Regions from separate parts of the Mus musculus genome. Here regions 1 and 2 are each linked to region 3. A link is a contact called in public HiChIP or PLAC-seq data. All regions are on one chromosome and are shown on one strand. Each heading gives the region's core, a stretch centred on a gene start, on an enhancer-like site or on the middle of the called end of the contact. The rest is flanking DNA. Distances are from core to core; before and after follow the strand shown. Region 1 has its middle 130 kb from the start of Gm25634. Region 2 has its middle 87 kb from the start of Gm25634. Region 3 overlaps Gm39624 (a long non-coding RNA gene).

The links. HiChIP or PLAC-seq counts read pairs in DNA pulled down with a chosen protein or histone mark.
Region 1: an H3K27ac HiChIP or PLAC-seq map of trophoblast stem cells shows a contact between it and region 3, with 11 read pairs. The contact joins two enhancer-like sites. A contact is called at or near these places in 2 of 39 promoter capture datasets (the 3T3-L1 cell line and hippocampal neurons) and 8 of 115 datasets of contacts at active chromatin or transcription factors (embryonic limb bud, embryonic midbrain, extraembryonic endoderm stem cells and 4 more).
Region 2: an H3K27ac HiChIP or PLAC-seq map of trophoblast stem cells shows a contact between it and region 3, with 11 read pairs. The contact joins two enhancer-like sites. A contact is called at or near these places in 8 of 39 promoter capture datasets (the 3T3-L1 cell line, the C10 cell line, cranial neural crest and 4 more), 1 of 484 Hi-C or Micro-C datasets (cerebellar granule neurons) and 12 of 115 datasets of contacts at active chromatin or transcription factors (T-cell acute lymphoblastic leukemia, embryonic forebrain, embryonic hindbrain and 8 more).

Annotation. Positions count from the first base shown.
Region 1 is chr1:35,628,193-35,632,860 of GRCm38.p6, reverse strand. No RefSeq gene overlaps it. Among named protein-coding and RNA genes, the nearest start is that of Gm25634, 130 kb to the left of the region's middle. Within about 2 kb of position 2,075, at least 10 of the 459 cell types and tissues checked have an H3K27ac peak or open chromatin away from gene starts, as enhancers often do. A contact at or near this core is called in trophoblast stem cells, where this site is marked.
Region 2 is chr1:35,672,477-35,676,949 of GRCm38.p6, reverse strand. No RefSeq gene overlaps it. Among named protein-coding and RNA genes, the nearest start is that of Gm25634, 87 kb to the left of the region's middle. Within about 2 kb of position 2,404, at least 4 of the 459 cell types and tissues checked have an H3K27ac peak or open chromatin away from gene starts, as enhancers often do. A contact at or near this core is called in trophoblast stem cells, where this site is marked.
Region 3 is chr1:36,059,403-36,064,034 of GRCm38.p6, reverse strand. Gm39624 (a long non-coding RNA gene) reads left to right here. Exons shown (of 3, transcript XR_865341.2): 2 at 3,091-3,175; 3 at 3,776-4,632. Among named protein-coding and RNA genes, the nearest start is that of Gm39624, 4.5 kb to the left of the region's middle. Within about 2 kb of position 3,269, at least 60 of the 459 cell types and tissues checked have an H3K27ac peak or open chromatin away from gene starts, as enhancers often do. A contact at or near this core is called in trophoblast stem cells, where this site is marked.

The sequences.
Region 1 (4,668 bases), core at 826-3,325, 430 kb after region 3:
GGTGAGCTTTGAAAATTCCTATGCTTGGGCTCCACCCAGTGTGAAAGAGAGTCTCCTTCTGGCTACCTTCGGATCAAGATGTAGAACTCTCAGATCCTTCTCTAGCATCATGTCTGGCTGCATGCTTCAATGCTTCCTGCCATCATGATGATGGACTGATCCTCTGAAACTGTAAGCCAGCCCCAATGAAATGTTTTCTTTTACAAGAGCTGCCTTGGTCATGTTGTCCCTTAACAGTAATGAAACCCTAAGACACTGTACACACACACACACACACACACACACACACACACACACACACAGAGAGAGAGAGAGAGAGAGAGAGTGAGAGAGAGCAAACAGCATAACTATGTAAGTTCTCTGTATGATGTGGAGACAGAGAATCATAATACCAGGGAGCTTTGATATGTATAAATATAAATTATATAACAATTATAAGCCAATGGAGAAAAAGGCTGAAGAGATCCATGCTACTGATTGTAAGTCATCTAAGTTTTTTAAAAGTGGCAACACAATGTGAGACTCTGAAAAAAAAAATGTAACATGTATGTTTTAATTCCTAGAAAAACCACAAAAGAAACACGGAATGTCATGGGGGATTAGGGGTCTCAGAAGTTGGGGAGTAAGACTCTGCTGTTGTCCCAACCATTGGACAGACTCCCTAGATTTCATTTCTCTATCGTATTCTTCCTTTCTTTCAAACAGATGCTGCTTACCTGTCCCTCACCCATCTTGATCCACGGATAGGTCGTAATGATTTTGCAGGAAAAAGAAGCTGCAGGCGGTGTGAGGTGGGAAAGGGGTGAAATATGACAGAATACAAAATGATTTTCCACTGAGGAGTGCTGCCTGACGTGATGTATGATCAGGAGCCACCAGATGAGTCTTACAGACTTAGGAACCTCAAGCTACATTGATGTGAATTGTTAGAACACCTGGATATCGTCAGAATGAAGCTGAAGTTGCCTCTGGGGTTGGGTGGGAGGAATAAACTTTAAATATCGTCCTTAAGGAGGTCTCTGGGGTAAAGTTCCGAGGAACTGGAGTTCACAATCTGAATGAAGGTCATTAAATCATGTATGAGTTCTCAAAACCAATGGTAGGATTGCTGGGTGTCTGTGAGGCCCTGAGAGGAGAGAAGGCGTCTTCCAGGGAAGATTAAGTCAGGCTCAGCGGTCAGGAGAATCTTGTAGCTCTGGCTGACTAGCAATTGCTTCTTTATTTATACAGATCTCACAGAACAAAGACAAACTAATGATTGTTCAAGAAGTACAGATTATATCATTTTGTTTTCATTACATACCCAGGGTTACAAGGTCAGTCACAATTAGAAAGTACAAGTATTAGCCCTATAATTTCAATCCAAGGAATCTAAAGAATGTCTCTGTCAAAACAAACACATTTATTATATGACAGCCTGCTTTTAGGCTGGCAGTATTTGCAGTTTTAAAGCACTCCAAACAGAAAATACCCGAACCAGTCCTTTTATGAGTATCAAACACCTTTTACTTATATCCTTTTATCATCTACACTATAAAGCAGGAAAAGTCAGTTCATCTTATTTATTGAATTCTATGCCAGGAGTGTATGGTCCCTAGCTTTAGACTATAGTTTCAGAAAGCTTGAAGCTTATAAAAAGAGATCTTAAATCTTACTAATTCTCCTGGCCAGTCAGAGTGTGTCAACTATCTTGTAAGTTTACCCTATTCCAATTATACTGTTTGAGTTTGTGTAGTGGCAGATTCCCCAAGAAGATTCCTGGGGTCATGACCTCATTTAGAAATTCCTAGCTTAGTGCTTATCTGTGCTTATCACTTGTCTCCAGGACATAAGGGAGACTTCCAAACAGGGCCAGATAAAGTTATTTCCCTAAAAGCAGAAGGAATAGTAAGTTTAGGACTTTCCTAAAAGGACTCAGAATTTTCTCGGGAAAAGACATGCAGTGGGTCATAATGCAGAAAGTCCCCAAGGATGTAGCACACAAGAGACCAAAACCAAAAAGTGAGAGACAGAGTGACAGCAATTGCAGCATTCGGCTCAGCTTTGCTGGACCTTTGTCAGACAGCTGTGCTGGCTTCATGACTCTGGCAGTTTCCAGTGACTGTGGCTGTGCCATAGGGTCATTCCAGTGACTGTGGCTGTGCCTTAGGGTCATTCCAGTGACTGTGGCTGTGCCATAGGGTCATTCTTGTGACTGTGGCTGTGCCATAGGGTCATTCCAGTGGCTATGACTGCTCCACTGGATTATATGTGAAAACTTTCCCATGCTGGGCTTCCCAGATATGAGACAGAAAATAAAACTGTTTCCGTGTGAAAGTACATAATGTGGGAGAGTGGAAACCTGAGACATGAGCCAGTCAAAACTAGCCAGCCAAATTTGTGAAAGAAACAAAAGAATTTCTTGAACAAGAAAGGTAATGGACCTGGTCATGATGGCACACAGGCCTAGCACTTAGGAGATAGAGGCAGGAGAGGCAGGAAATCAAGATAATCGTTGGCTTCACAATGAACTCAGAGTCAGCCTGCTTGTCCCAAAAGAATCAAAAGTGGGTTGGAAAGGCAGATCAGTGGTTAAGAGCACTTGTTGCTCTTGCAGAGGATCTGAGTTTTGTTTCCAGTACTCAAATGTCTCACAACCATACATAACTCTAATTCCAGAGGGGACCCAACACCTTCCTCTGACTCTCACAGGCACCAGGCACACATGCAGGCATAACACTCATACACAGAAAATACATCCATCCAAAATAAGAAAGATATGAAGCATTACTGAATTCACACCATCTCTCCCTTAAGACTGGGTGCACTGACTTGCTTTTGAAAGAACCTAGTGGGGAAACCCCCACTCAATTCCTGATTCGGTGTGCACCCAAGAATCATGAACAAACAGACCGTCTTGATGTAAAAACATGAGGTAGTTTAATGGCGGAGCTCCAGGTCAAAACATATCTCACGCAGGAGACAATGGATTCGACCACGAGGCTTGGAAGCTAGGGGTTTTTATAGAAAAGGGGCTGGGGCTCAGGGAAGAATTGGTGCGGTTTCACATGATTGGTCCATTTAAACATCAGCAGACTGTACATGCAGATAACATTTAACTTAGGTCAGAAGGGCGTGAGATAGGGAGGCGCCGGGCCAGTCCAGCATGCATTCTCTTTATATTTATGGCCAAGCAGCCTCAGGAATGTCTTAACGACGGGCCTGCTCGGGCATGTCCTGGCCTGTTCTGCTATGTTCTCAGCCCCAGGTTTCAAAGTCACAAACAACTCTTTGGGCTATTTGACATACATTACATGAATCACAGGTCTCAAGTTTTATTTTCTTTCACTTTGACGTAATAAAGTACTGACAGGGAGAAAGAGCACCCACAAGCTAAAGTGGCAGACACTACCGTAGTCAGATCGTGAATATTAATTCCATCAGAGACGTCTTGTGTCACTGCAGCAGGAATGAGTAGGCATCTTATTGACCACAGCAGCTTGGCGAATCCCTTAACCTCTTAGGGACCTTAGCTCAGGCACAACTGGATTCTTGGCTTTCCCAAAAATTTGTGAATTTTTAGAAAAGAATTTCAGAGTACGCTAATATGAAGCATATTGAATTTATTAAGAAGAAAATTTAAACATCTATTTTAAGCACATGAGTTAAAAGAAAGAAAAGTTTAGAAAGTAAAGTTGCATGGAGAATAGAGGTGTGGGCTTTTTCAGGGAGACCCGTACTGAGTGTCTTAGCATTGGCTACCTATGCTATTCTGGCGGCTGTCAATCATATTGGGAAGGGTTGCCAAAACTCATGTCTTTTGTTTTTCTTTTTCTACCCTCTTCTATGTATATGAAACAATGGGTTGGCTCTGAGGTGACTTGGATAAGATTATCATCTAATAAGAGGAAAGCAGGTGCCATCAGGGTTGCACAAGGAGTTTACCAGATATCTTCTGTTGTAAATGAGATTTTTAAAAGTATTGTTTTATTATTTAACAAGTTCATCCATGTTGCTTGATCATATCTACCCCCAACTCCTCCTTTCCAACTCTTGCAATGTTTGCTCCTAGTACCTCTCCTTCCATACCTAACACTTTCCTTAAATACTATAACCCACTAAGTCCCATTAATGCTGTCTATGCAATGTGGAACCACCCAGGGGGGCATGGGTGACCTACCAGTTGACAGTCACCAATGGGAAATAAAATGGGTCTTTGTTGGAAGAACTGAAGGTAGACCAGCCTTAAGCAAATTTTATTAACTGTGCTGGAAGTCTTGAATCTTACCTGGTGAGAGATTTTAACTGAATTCCCTGGGGAGAGCCACCTTTTTCTTTCCACACGTTCCACTGTCTTCCTTGTTTTTATTTTTTTGTTTGTTTTTGTTTTTGCTTTTTGTTTTTTATTCAGCTTCAGTAGGACATGCCAAAAGAGTTCTTCATCTTTGATTTCTTCTTTCTCTAGATCTATGTGTAGTTCTATTCTAATGATGAAAAAGAAGACAAAACCCATACTGGGTCATGTTCTGTAAGGCAGCTGCTGGTTGCCTTGAGACTGTTAAACACAGAAACAAGGAAAGCTGACAAACCCCGAGAAGAGGCTAGGGATATATGGAGACTACGGCATGAGCTGGATGCTAAGGATGTGTATGGAAAGTGTGGTGATTTCATATGGTGAATTCAGAGCAT
Region 2 (4,473 bases), core at 1,155-3,654, 390 kb after region 3:
GAACTGGCTTCTTGAAAATATTTTAGAATATCATAGTTTATTTATCATGTTACTAGAGATATTTCATATTCCTTTGTGTAATTTTCTTTCTGGTTGGTGTTTGACTCTATCATCTACCTATCCATTTATGTATCTATGTATCTATCCATCCACCTATATATCTATGTCTCTATCTATGTATCTATGTGTCTATCTATGTGTCTACCTATGTGTCTATGTATCTATGTATCTATGTATCTATGTATCTATGTGTCTATGTGTCTATATATATGTATGTACGTATGTACGTATGTACGTATGTATGTATGTATGTATCTATCTATCTATCTATCTATCTATCTATTTATCTATCTATCAATCTATCATCCATATGTGCATTGGTAGCCTTTAACCTTTTGGGTGAATCATGGCAATTCTGCTTCTATGGAGTTTTATTTCCCTCTGGAATCACTATCTTTGTTATCAGGTGATTTCGCTTTAGCCATCAAGCTTTCTTCCTACGACTCATGAGCAGAAATATGCCGTGTCTATTGTTCTGTACTCTAGCCTTTCCAGTGTTCGTTCTGCTCCTTTGTAATTCTTTTTGTTTGAAGGTCTTTTATGTCACTCTTGAAAGGCATGTGTGATGGTTAATATTTTCAACTCAACGGTATCTGAAATTACCTGGGTCAAAAGTCTCTAGGCAAGCTGTGAGGGATCATCTAGACTAGGTGAAATAATATGAGAGGCTACATCTCAACTGTGGCTGGCTCTTCTGTGGGCTGAGGCACTGCACATAACTGGAAAGGCAGAAATGAGCAGAGCTGTAGCATCCATCCCTCTGCTTCTAAATCATAGACACAATGTGGTCAGTTGCCATGCTTTCTCCACCAAGGTAGACTGATCATGCCCTTCAAACTGTGAGCCCAAATAAGCTTTTCTTTATATTACTTTTACCAGTATTTTGTCACAGCATTGGAAGAAGAACTAACATAGCTCACCAGAGGCAAATGACTTCAGTTTTCTTCAGTCTGATAACATTTTTATTTCTTCTTTCTTCCAGAAGTATAATCTCCCCAGATCCAGAATTTGTGGCTGAGGGTTTTTAAGTTGGCATCTGGAAAACACGGAGCCACTTCCCACAGCCCTCCATGGCTGCATTAGAGAATTATGTCTTCCTCAAAAATAGTTTCTTACACACATGGTCATCTGTCTAGTAGCTTTCAAGATCGTTCTTCTGACTTTAGATTGCAAAAAAAAATTATTATATTATATTATATTTTAGAATAAATTCTTTTGTTTATGTCTTGTGTGATGTCTTTCCAGGTTATCACAACTCTAGGTTTGAAAGGAGTTGGTTTGTATGTGTGTCTACATGTTAGCCATTGTAAGTCAGGACTTATTATACACGTGTGCACGTGCACATAAGTGTGAAGGTCAGCGGTCAACATTGATGTCTTCCTCAGTTGTCCCCCCCCCCTCTTATTTTTTGAGATTGTGTCTCTCACTGAACCTTGATGAGAGTGACTGGCCACTGAGCCCCACCAATCCACCTGTCTCTGTCACTCAGCACTAGGAGTCCAAGCGCATGTACTACCACTTTTCATTTTTATGTGAGCTCTGGGGATCGAACCCAGGTCCCCATGCTTGCATGGCAGACACTGTCCTGACTGAGTCATCTCCGCAGCTCCAGGTCTGTGTTTTTCAGCAGGCCTAGGATGTGGTCAGTCAATATTTCTTCCAATATTTTCTTCCAGGCTCTCATTTTCTCTCTTCTGCTAGGTCTTGACAGTACATTTGAATTTCGCTCTTTTCTCACAGGTTCCCAAAGGCCTGCTCTCTTTGTTTGTTTTGAAGTCTATTTCCTCTGCTGTCCAGACTGAGTGAGCATCATTGATCTGCCTTCAAGTTCGCTAGTTCTGACCTCTGTCATTGTCTTTACTATTGAGCCCACTCATTTCCGTTATTGATTTTTTTTTTTTTTTGCAATCCCATAAATTTACCCTGGGTTTCTTTTAATGGCATCTTTCTTCCCAAATTTGTCATTGGTTCCAAGAGAATTTGTAGTTAAACATTTCTACGAGCACTTTCAGGACTTTGGTAGATAATTCTAAGAGTCCATTCACTTGGTATTTGCTTGCATTGATTATTCCAAATTGTTCGAATCATGATTTTCTTGGATTTAGTAGGTTACACTTTTTTTTTTAATTATTGTGTCTCAGATATTTGTGAGGATGTGGAGACCAAATATATTTTAAGAAAGACTTCAAACATTTTTAGACACATGTGGGTTGGAAAAAAAAAAGTGAGATATCTGGTTTCTGAGGCTCTCTCATGTTACAATATCTGACTCTTCTATTCTCTCCCCCAAGATGGTGCTAGCTGGAGGTGAATTTCTACAAACTGAGCTGCTGAGTATCTCTATGGGAATCCCCTTGAGGGCTTCCTACCCAGACTCCTGATACCTGGGGCTCCTCGGTGGGAATTATGGTTTACACCCACAGGGCCACAAAGATGTTCCAGATCAAACCTCTTTGAAGCTCCGTTGTCAACTGTGCCACTGATCTGCCTCAGTATTCCTCCATAGAAAATGGGTCTGATCCCAGAGAAGTAGAGAACTTACTGGACCGCTTCTTTTCATTTGTGATAATGTATCTGGCTTTCCTGGTGTGGCTGAGGTGATTCTGGCTTGATCTGCTGTATGAATGAGCCCACCAGGGTGCCTTCTTTGCTAAGAGTCTGAGTCACTTCCTTCTATTGGTCCTAGAATGTAAGGTGTCCTGCTGTGTGTTTTCCATTCATTCTGTGGTCCAAATTCTAGCACTGTGACTTCTTGTTTCCCACAGAGGAGGGAGGTGCACAACATTGGGACTGACCTGGCTGGGGCCACAGGGAATGTAGGAACAACAGATGTATAGAAAATCAGGAAATGGGTAGGCCTCATGGAGATACACCAAGGCCCAGAAACTCAGCATGCTTATTGCAGACAGCTGAATGAGGAAGTGAATTCATTAGATACAGTTGAACAAGGAGATGTTTTAGCTCACCTTGGGGTGGGCGTCTTTGTAGAGGATCAGTCTCAGGCTGCAGTCATCCAGGAAGAGAAAGCTGTGGTTGATATTCTATATACACTATCATCATCTATTCCCAGACCAGGCCTTGCTCGCTTCAAAACCTGACCAGAGGAGGGCCATATGGTTCAGTGGGTCTGAGGCACTGGGATCTCTAATGTGGGCATGCTCTAGTCAACAGCACACATCCACTCAGGGCTCCATCTGCTCCTCACAGCAGGTACAGTCCTCTGCGGGCTTGACATACTCGTCTTTCCCTGTAGTGAACTCCTGCTTTTACTGATGTCTGGATGCTAGCCCTATTTACCTATGAGAGATGGAGGTACATGTTCAGAATACAGCACAGGTAGGCAAGCCCCATCTGTGGAAATAAATGGCCTGGTCAGCAGATACCCAGAGAGAAGAACAGCAGATCATAGTGGGGTTGGGGCTGAGGCTGGTGCTCACTGTAAGAGAGCATTGATGATGGTGGGGAGCCTGGTGTAAAACAGGCAAGCAGGGTCTGGATATAAGGCTGGCAGACCTGATTCTAGTACTTCACGGCTTCTCAGCCCAGGACTGTCCTGCAGTGTGACTGGGGACCCTAAAACTGTCATGGGAGGCCCTGGAAGAACACTAAGATGAGAGGTTTATTCTGGCTCCCAGTTCCTTAAGTATTTCTGGTCTATTATTGGACTGCTGTAGACAGTAGTGGATCTGGCCCTTTAAGATCCTTTGTAAGCAAACCAGAGCACCCATGTAGACAGGTAAACAAAACTAGAAACTGCACTTACCAGATACTGCCAACCAAATAGCCTTACATGGCAAGGCTAACCAACCAGATATATCTTCTTTGCTTTCCCGCTACTTTTTCTATTATTATTATTATTATTTATTATTATTTGTTATTTTGATGTTCAAAATGGAGAATTCTCTTTTACCTGTTTATATTGTATGATGTGTGTGAGAGGGCTTGTGTGTGCAAGTATAGGTACACAAGTGTGTGCATGTTGTGTGGAGATCAAAGGTTGATATGGGTGATTTTGCTACATTTTGGGTCCTGAGGTAGGGTCTTTCTGTGAATGTGGAACTTGGGGGTTTGGCTAGTCCCTGTCACAGTCAGCCACCAAGCCACCAACTCTTACACAGGCGCTAGGGAGCCCAGCTTTTGTTCTTGCAGATGTGTAGCATGTGTTTTCTTTACCCTTTGAGCCCTTTTGCTAATCTGAGGTACTTTTTATTTGAGCTATTTTTGGATATTTCTTTAAATATTTTTTTCACCTCCCCTGATTCTGCAAATGTTCTATGAACATTTTCTCTGATATACCAAGTGTGCCTCTAGCTGCTTTTGCTTGGTGGTGCCTGGTTCACGTGTTGCTGAGTGATCCCACTGTTGTAGAGCTTGAATGTGCCTGAATTAATAACTGAAGATCTGCAGCCTTGG
Region 3 (4,632 bases), core at 2,020-4,519:
TTTACTGAGTCTCTGCTGTTCCTGGACTTTTGCTAACCCGGCTAACAATCCCTGGTTCTGGGCATCTCCTTTATCTGCATCCCAGGACCGTGATTACAGGCAGTCCACCACACCCGCCTGGTTTTTATTTGGACTCAGGGGATCCAAACTCTGGCCCTCATATTTGTACAGCAGTGCTTTATCTGCTAAGCCATGGCCCTAGACCCCTGGCTGGTCCTTTCTGCTTGGAACATCTGCCAGGACCTGCCTCCAGAGAGAGAGAGAGAGAGAGAGAGAGAGAGAGAGAGAGAGAGAGAGAAAGAGAGAGAGAGTGGGAGGCCTCCTACCAGCTTCCTGCCATGGCTTTTCTTTTTCCAGAAGGAGCCCTGACCCAGCTGGGGTAGGGGGAGTCATGGAAGAGGATAGTGGGAGGTCTAGGAAAAATGCATGGGGCTATCTATGCCACTGGGGAGCATCCATGAGTCAGTGGAGGATTGACCCCAACAGGCTGAGACAATCTAGACTGAGATGGTCTTGTTCTATTGGTACCTCGCCTGGATAGGCAATGAAGGCGACCTCTGCCCTGGTCCTATGCCACATGAAACCTGGTGAGGGTGTTAGCGTTCAGCTTCTCAAATGAGTCTCCATCCACCAAGTGGCTGCTAGCAGCTCACCTCCTTTGTCTCTCGACTCCTCCTTCACCTGTGACATGTGTATCTCTCCTGTGGTGGGAGCTGCCCTAGCTGGACAATAGCAGAGCCCCTCCCTTATCCACTCTTTTTAACTGCTCATCTCTGCTGACATCAATAGTTGCTTTCCTGATAGGCTAATGCCAGCTGGGACAGAGCTAGGTGGGAGGTGCTTTCTTAGGGCAGAATTCTGGGGGTGATTTAAGGAGAGGGGCCAATGTTTCCGAGAGAGTCTTTGCCAGCAAGATCTTGGCTGTGGGAAGGGGTGCATTTACACTTATGTGCACATGTGTGCGCACGCACAGGAAAGCCAGAAGTCAGGCTGCAGGATTGTTCCCCCAAAGACATCTATTGTGTTTTTTGAGGCACTGTCTTTTACCATACCCGGGGCTTGCTGATGGAGCTAGGCTGGATGACCAGGGGAGGATCTGCTTAGCTCCACCCTGGGCCAGATTTAAAAATGTATGCACCACGCTGGGCTTCTTGTGGGATTGCTAAAGATTGAACTTGGGCCCTCCTCATTCTTGGGTGACAAGTGTCTACTAAGTGATCTCTCTAGCACTCCAAGTAGCAACATTCTTACCACCCATTTCTGTCCCTTGTTCTCCCCTAACGAGAGGATTTCAGATGAAGGGGCATGGTCCAGGGGTGCATAGTAGTTTGGAGTGGAGGGCAAGGCTGGCAACCTACTCTGAGTCTAAGAGAAAAGTATCAGGCACGTAGGGTGACCGTACATAATCCCACAAGACTCAGGAAACAGAGCACTGCCCACCCACCGGCCAAAGGACTGAGCGCTTAACAGATTCTTGTAGCAGTGGCCTCCCCTGCAGGGGCTACCAAGAAGAGGCCAGCTCCTAAACGAGTGGCAGGGCGTAGGCTGGCTCTCTTTCAGCAATAGGGATGAGTGCTTAGACCTGTCCAGTCTGAGGTAGTCACTCAGCTAAGAGCTCTATGTATCTTGTGAGACAATTGCTGGCCCTTTGATAGGAGACAGGCCGCTGTGTTTAGTCCTTACAGGCTGCACGGCCAGTGCTGTCCTGGGCTGTGTTGTGGGTGGGGCCATCTTTATCTCCTCTTCCCTGATGGATGTAAGAGCTTGGGACTGAGTTCACTGGTTAGGCTACAGAGCTTCAGGTTAAGCTGATAGGAGCTCAAGGGCCTACAGATGCCGTGGAGGCCTCCAGGTGGATGCATGGCCCCGCCCCAGAATAGCTTTTGATTGACTGGAGTTCTGTATATTTCTTCCACCTTCCCAGCTAGGCTAGAGGGTCCAAGCACAGTCCTGGACTCAGATCATGGAAGCTGTGGGTAGCTCAGCTGTTCAATACTTGTCTAGCATGTATGAACCCTAGTGCCTTACTTAGGTTCTCATTGCTGCGATAGAACACCAGGTCTAAAAGCAACCGAGGGAGGAATGGCTTTACTTTAGCTTACAGTTACATAGTCCATCACTGAGGAAAGTCTTGAAGATTATGCACATGGTCCCTCGGTTGGGAGGGAAGGATCTAGCAGGCACTCCAGGCCATTCCTGGAGTCTTTGGTGCCGAGATAGGGCCTATAGGCTACCGTATCCCAAATGGGGATGCAGAACTCAGAGATCTATGTTAAGACAGGATGGATGCTATAGGTACATGGGCCAAGTTATCCCCATGATAGTCGAATCTGGGTTGTCCCTGGAGTCTCAGACCCACTGCCTGTACCCTGTGCACATCTCTTGCAGGTCCAGAGCCTCACTATGCCAGATTGCTTCCCATTGCATCACACAAGGTCCTGTAAGATTCCCTAAGTCTAGAAATTTCAAAGACCACAAATGCCCTCGAGCCATGCAAACAGACACCAGACTGTCCAAAGACGTGGGCGGTTGTCTGATGACTCTTCGAGATAGACATCTACGACATCTACAGCTTGCTACAAATCTTCCTGAGGCCTGGGGCTGTGGGAAATCTGATGGGCTTCTGGCTGTGGTTGGGGTGGGGGTGGGGCTGGACCAGGAGAGAGCAAAGCCCATTGTGATACCACCTGCTCCACATCTGTGTCAGTTTAACTTTTCATAAACAAAAGCTAAAGACACAAAAGAAAGCCTCGGCAATTATTGGATGGGGAGGCTCCCTGGGCGAGGTTGAGTCAGGGTTTCTCTCCATCACAATGGATTGACTCTTAGGCAGGTGGAAACAGGTTGGCACAGACAAAGCAGTGGTCTTACTCTGGATGAGGGGGTTTAGACTAAGTCTGTTGTCCTTTGCCAAGTGTTGTTTGGCATCAGAGGCAGCACAGGAGGCTGATAGAAGTTAGGAGGGATGCTGAAGTTGATCTGAAACGTGGGGCTTGGGAAAACAGCAAAGGGAGGTGGGTCAAGTGGGCTGGGCCTTCTCCAGGGTGTGTGCCCCCTCTCTGAGTGTGCTCCCTGGGTATATTTCCCTAGGTATTGCTCTCAAGTTGACCTCCACGGATGGACCTTCAAGTGCGTTCCTGTCACGATAGGTCAGCATAGCTGTTGGGAATTCCAGGTGAGCCTTGCATTTCCTTCTGGTAAGAGCAGTGACAGCAGACTAGACTGGGGAATTTCCTTTCCCTGAGGTTCAAGCCCTATCTCCACATTGCTATCACCGGGTGACATCACCAAAGTGCACCCCACCCCAGGCCTACACACACATAATGGCCCGGCCTGTACAAAAAGCAAATCAGCACGGTCCATTGTAAGTGTGAAGTGTGCTTAGGACTCATTAAAGAAACACAGATAAGCAGGAGGCTCTCTCCTCTTACACTTCCCTCGAAAGTGCCTGGAAGCTTATTGTTCCAGAACTCTGAGAGATGGAAAATTGCAGGCAGTCTGTTAGGTGACAAGAGCCTACTCTCTTAAAGGGAGCAGTCTCAAGCCTCGGGGACATTCATTAGATAAAGCTTTGCATCCTTAACCAATAGAATGAGGACTTGGGGAAGGGTTGGGTATGCTAAAAGAACTCAGATTGTAACTCTGTGGGAAGCCAGCCCATGGGGAAAAGGGGCAGGGGTTTCTCAGTAAGGGGCTTTCAAAGCTGATTTTGCCTTTTCTCTAGGCTGCTGTCCCTTTTTTTCAGAGTTGAATGAACTGTTTTCCCTTTCGCTAGCCTCTTGAGCTCGTGGTTGGAGAGTGGGGGTTTGTTTCTTACACTTGAAGTCCCTTCAACTCAACTGGCTGGAACATTCCTCCACCTCCTGGAGAACTGGCTGATTCACTTGGCCCTCAGGCCCCAGCAGTAATACCAGAAGAACCAGATAAACCACACAGACAAAAGCAGTGCAGGAAAAGCCTCCAGAAATGAGATTCTCACAGAGCCGCGGCCCACCATACAGGCTGGAACCTGCCTGCTCAGGCTCATGGGGACTGGCTGCTGAAATAAAACCACTTCCCAGCACGCCCTGCATCTTAATGTAATAGAAAACAGGTCTCAGACACAACAGCAGCAGCAGCAGCAACAACAACAACAAGCACCCATCAGTTTCCCAAACTGGGAAAGTTGCAGCTTGACCGTGAAGAGAAACTCAGCTGATGCTAACATACAGTTAAGTCAGGTGTTGGAATTATCTGGAAGGCTTTTCAAGTAGCCATCCTAAAAATGCTTCAATAAGCAATTAGACATTCTCTTGAAACACATTGTAAAAATAGATAAAGTCGTAGGCAAGAAATAGAAGCTAACAGGCCAGAGAAGATTACTAAGTGGATAATAAGGTTCTTGCTCTTGTAAGCAGGAGGGCTGGATGGCCACCTTCAGGATGTGTGTAACACATCTGTAATCCCAGCATGCCTACGGGGAGATGTGGGGGTGGAGACAGAACTCTCTGGAAGCTTGTGGGCCACCTAGCCTAGTAGATGCATGTAGTGATGAAGAACTAGAGACCCTGTCTCTGACAAGGTAGAAAGCAAAGACCAACGCCTCAGGTGGTCCTCTGACCTCCACCCGTGCTTCTGTATTCACATATGTGC